2 separate regions of the Bicyclus anynana genome follow, and region 1 is linked to region 2. The links are chromatin contacts, called in public Hi-C maps. All regions are on one chromosome and are shown on one strand. Each heading gives the region's core, a stretch centred on a gene start, on an enhancer-like site or on the middle of the called end of the contact. The rest is flanking DNA. Distances are from core to core; before and after follow the strand shown. Region 1 holds the start of LOC112052511. Region 2 overlaps LOC112052511.

Region 1 (2,700 bases), core at 144-2,643, 61 kb before region 2:
TTTAGCACTGCTGCTCTTGATCTTGATTCTGTCTTCCTAATATGTCATATACTTAACACGCAGCCAATGTGTCAACGCAAGTCAATTATAGGGTCAGCTCCATTTCCCAGGGAAACAAACACCAATCAGATTTCTTGCCATCATGCCGACTAGCCGACCTGATGGCTCTTTATGGTGGCAAGAGACCTTTTTATTGTAAAGTTTAAAGAACCATTCCGAAGTAGCCTACCGACAGTCCTTTGTCCTTGATAGCCCAGAGGATAAGACCACTGCCTTCGATTGGGAGGGCGTAGCCAAATCCGGTCAGGGCATGCAACATGCTACTTTCAGATACCTATGTGTAATTTAAACTCTGTACGTATGTGAAGTCTGCTAATCCGCATTGGGCCAGCGTGGTGGACTATTAGTTAAACACGAGAGGGTTACTCTCGTGTTTAACAGTAAGCCGAATATAGGTTGTTAATGATAATGATGATGAGGTATACCGAATTATATGTTTTCAATTTCTGTCTAGTACATTTCATACACTTCACGTTTAACGTTTTAAAGTCCCACTCCAAACACACACACCTTCTAAAGCAATGCTGTTTATAGGTTGTGTGGGTATCTAAAGATTTCCACTTCTTTCAGCCTTATCATTGTAACATAAAGCCCATAAAAATATTATCTGAGGCATAAGACAGAAAATATTATAGGCCAAAAAAGAGCGCAGCGCCATCTTTCTGCGGCCCAGTGAAGCTGCCATCAAGACTACGTTGCCTCAGTGTACACTACGTTGTCAAGAGGGAAATCACGTAGAGGATCGTGCTGCGTCATTTACTAGATTGTTTACACAACCATCACAAGATGGCGCTAATTAACCGACACAACGTATTTGAAAATAAAGTGTATTATTTTAAATTGTGTTTACTTTACTTTTACTGATATTAATTTTTAAACCATAGAGATTATTTTTTTTAATACAACTTTCTGTTCTGAAATATAGTACTTTAGTTAATTATAATTTACAACTTTGAAAACTTATTTACGCTGACTCACCTAAAATAATTTCCTTTTAGAAAATTCGGAAAACCTAAATATAAACGACGAATTATATATATTTTTTGGAAAATTGAAGAGCTGTTTGTAATAATGTGATGTAATTATTAAAAATGCATCTTCACTTGAGTATTAAACTTTTTTAAGACAAACTATCAGCAGACATGACATTGTTAAGCGCACCGGTGATGTAGGTTGCTGCACCACAGGTATATGATACGGCGTTGATAATTTAACACCTTTCTCATTCCATCGCATGACCGAAGTACGTCCACAAGAAAGGGACACAAAATGAGGTACCGCGTCACTGAGCAAACAAGGCATAGCCTTCCGAGTCTCTGAGTAACATTCGACGGGTTGGAAGTTGGAACGAACCGAACCGGCGCCATTACCCTCGACGTATCCGTACGAACGTGACTGTGTCTACTTTTCGCTTGTGTTTTTTCTTCATCGATCGTGTTAGAACATCTTTACTGCGCAGTGTAAGGTAAGGAAGTTTGTTTTATACATTGTATTGGATGCAGTGCATCAGTTTTCGCGGAGTGTGTGCAAAAAAGTTGTTATTCGTGGGCAAAAGGAGCTTTCTCACTTATTTATGCAAAGAATTTAACCGAAGGCGGTGTGTGCATAAAGTGTCGGACTCGGAGGTTTGAAGGCAAGGCGCGGCGAGCGGCACTGCCTTCATTTTCATCGCCCGCGCAGTATGTCGCATCCATGAAAGTGCTCAATTTACAATTTCGTTGTTTTCCCTACGTATGAATCTCGTTCTGTTTTGTGAATCAGAGGTGTACCTTTTTTGTGTCACGTGGTGTTTTCTTTCTGGCAAACAATGGTTGACGCGATACGGTACATTAATACGGTTCGTCCTTTGTGCGCCGTTTTACCTATTTTGCCTTTTAAAACTCCTTGCGTCGGCGCACGGGTCTGTCGACTTAGGTAATCCTCGTCGAGGTTGAGTGCCTTATCTCGTTCTATACCTTTATTGTGAATGTACAGTGTAAACTAATACTTATTGCACACAGTGATCATATGTGTAAAGTCACGTTTATTACATTTTATACAATGGATTAATGTGCGCACTATTATTTATATGTAGGTAGTTTTAAAATGTCTCTTTTTGTAATATCTTTGTGAAATTGATTGATCACCTTTTGTGTTTGGTTTACAACATAATATTAATAGATAAAAATGTTCTTTTCAAGCTGATACTAACGCTATACCTACCTATCTATAGTCATTAACCTTAATTGTCATCAATTGACGAGTAGTGGGGTTTACAGCAGCACTTATAAGCACCTATATAAAAATACTTCCATTATATTAATAACTGTATCTTTAGAGAACTTCCTAATCTTGTCTGCTGTCCATAATATGTTGACTAACATTGAAGTCTTTACAGTTTAAATGCATTGTCATTTCTGTACTTTATGGTACTTTATAGCGAGTGTTGTTTTTTTTTTAATATTTATTAAAGCAAGTTCAATTCGGTCTATATGACTTCGTTAGGAAATATTTTTATACGTAGAAACATATATTATATTAAACATTAAATTCTAAACCTACCTACAAAATGGAAACGAATATTGTTTTTCCTCATACTTCAAAAGTCAGGCCCTACCTACCTGCTAATTTTACCTAGTAGTGATTTATGCCATTCTTCTT
Region 2 (2,700 bases), core at 148-2,647:
ATATCCGTCTTACTGTGTTTGTCTCGCAAACAAGCTATAAGATTTTTTTTACATCGACTAACATTTTTGTTCACTGAAACAGTTTTTAACCCCTGACGCAAAAAGAGGGGTGTTATGAGTTTCACGTGTATGTCTATCTGTCTATCAGTCTGTCTGGCACCATAGCTCCCGTACGTTTGAAGCGATTTCTATTTCGTTTGTATGAAATATGACTTAGGTAGGTATATGCCATATGCGAGTTTTTAGACATGTTTGATGAAAATCGGTTGAGCCGTTTAAAAGTTCTGGGAGGTGAAATTGGGCAAGAATAACTGAATGTCTGTTACTCGAGTGCGGTCTCAATTGATAGCGCACTGAAAGAGAATATTCATTGAGAGTGTACCTAACTAATAATTTCAGTTTTATGTTATTTAGAATCTCAAAATCTTTTTTTTTTGTTTGTTTCAGGTTGCTATTAACGAAGTGACTGGAAGGCTGAACGAGGACAGAGGTAATTACAATTATATCTATAAAATGTTTTAAAATAGTGCGATCTCGCTAAAAATAAATTATACTAACTACGTAGATGTCGTACATATTCGAATATACGTCTGACTTTAATAGGTTTGGACTATTATGTATTATGTGCATACATGAGTAACTAAATAATAGTCTTTTGTGTATTGTACTCATTATATCAAGTTTTATATTGTATTGTAACTCTAGTAGATATATCACATAATCATATGAACTGTATTATGTATAGGTTCATGAGTAGGTAACTAAAATTAGCCGTTTCATCATTATCAACATTTATTCGGCTCACTACTGAGGTCGAGCCTCCTCTCAGAATGAGAGGGGTTAGGCTAATAGTCCACCACGCTGGCCCAATGAGGATTGGCAGTCATATACGCAGAGAATTAAGAAAATTCTCTGGTATGCAGGTTTCCTCACGATGTTTTTCCGTCACCGTTTGAGACACGTGACATTAATTTCTTAAAATGCACACAACTGAAAAGTTGAAGGTGACTACCCCGGACCGGATTCGAATCCATATTTATTATTTACCCTCCGGAATCGAAGGTTGCATGAATCACTCCTCTAAAATTAGTCGTTTAATATTAAACTTAGTATTTATATATATATATATATATATATATAGTATTAAAATTAGTATTTATTGTAAAAAAATCTGAAACTTTTAAATCAAGATTCCTTCAAAATTACTTGCTAACTGTGCCTAGGTAGGTACGTCAGTTATAATTATAACAATCTTACTGTTAGATTGTAACATACTGCTATCTATATCTTGAAAAGGGAGCTTATAGCAAATTACAAGGCTTTACAGAACAGTGTAAAACTTCGAGATGTCGCTATCTGACGAAACGGGGTTACGAAATGTCGAACGTTCACAGACCCGGTACAGTTGTGGCCAACCACATGTCCTATACAGCCTGCAGTAGCACGGATCCATGCAAATTCCAACCCTCAGTTAAATTAATAGAGTTGATAATCACGTGACTGTTTTGCTTGTATTCTCAAATATTGTCTTATCGTGCGTTATGTCACATGATGCGGCGACAATCAATTTTGATCCGTATTTGTATTGTCATAAGGCTCTATTCGATAGATTAACACTCGTTTAATTATTGGAGAGTCATTGCGAATACATGACGCGATGCTGTGGTCGTGTGGTGAACTGATACGGCCGTGAGAGGACAAATCAAGTACTATATACCTGTACTTTTCCTCAATACATTGCATTTGTATCATATTTACCATCGATCGTAGATCGTTAGATGGGCCTCAAAGCGTCGCGGAATTGTCATTGGTCTCGCACATTGAGTACGTCATCACTCGTAACACATTTCTCTTTAATTATGTTGTGGCTTGTGTTTTTACACTTTTAAAATGAACACGAAGGCATAAGGGATTAAAATTATAAAAAAACAGTAAATATTTTTTTAAGTCCACGTCCACTCACAGCATGCGTTTGTTACGTACTAAGATAAGATGTGCGAGCACGTCTTTGGGTAATGACATAAAATTGTGCGTTCTTTAGTATGGAGGGGCCCATCTAATGATTTATATCGATGATATTTACTACCTACTCGTACTTGTCTACTTTCTTAGGTCGATTTGCGACCCTTGCCTCTGAGTCTTATCTAAATACCGTACTGCTCTATGTGTAAAGACCTACCTCAAAGCCATTTAACGTTCCGGTACGACGGCCGCGTATACACAAGCTAGGTGTTTGGGTTACCCGTATAGTTAGCTATATGTAGGTAGGTAAGTATAATATAATGTATTGTGTACTTCGTATTTTTAAAATATCAAGTATTAATATAAGGTATTAGTATAAGGTCATAGATTTATAACACATAGATAGTATACAGTCGTCGCAGGAATCGTAAAGCATTTTATGTGCCCCGAAATAGGAGCCCTTGATGCATCGCTACGCTAGAATAAGTACGCCTGTGTGCGTGTCGGCGAGTGAAGTTATAGCTTGGCAAGTTCGTTGATGACACTCCCATGATATGCGGGCGACGGGGGGAAGGACTGCGCGGGTGCGAGTTGTGCGAGCGGGGCATCGCAACCTCCCTCCCGGCCCCCGCGGACCATCAGGAGTGTTACGAACGAATTTGACAAGCTATAGCTTAACTCTTACGCTCACATAGTCACACAACTTACTCCTCCAAATGAAATAAAATTGTTAGGTTT

The links. Hi-C and Micro-C count contacts between places; a contact is called where the count stands out from the background.
Region 1: a contact with region 2 is called in a Hi-C map of whole body, with 3 times the contacts expected there. The contact joins the promoter of LOC112052511 here to the enhancer-like site in region 2. A contact is called at or near these places in 2 of 2 Hi-C or Micro-C datasets (whole body and whole larva).

Annotation. Positions count from the first base shown.
Region 1 is chr1:6,728,541-6,731,240 of ilBicAnyn1.1, reverse strand. LOC112052511 reads left to right here and starts at 1,393. Exons shown (of 3, transcript XM_024091624.2): 1 at 1,393-1,525.
Region 2 is chr1:6,667,493-6,670,192 of ilBicAnyn1.1, reverse strand. LOC112052511 reads left to right here. Exons shown (of 3, transcript XM_024091624.2): 2 at 448-490. Among protein-coding and RNA genes, the nearest start is that of LOC112052512, 22 kb to the right of the region's middle. Within about 2 kb of position 1,397, at least 7 of the 8 cell types and tissues checked have open chromatin away from gene starts, as enhancers often do.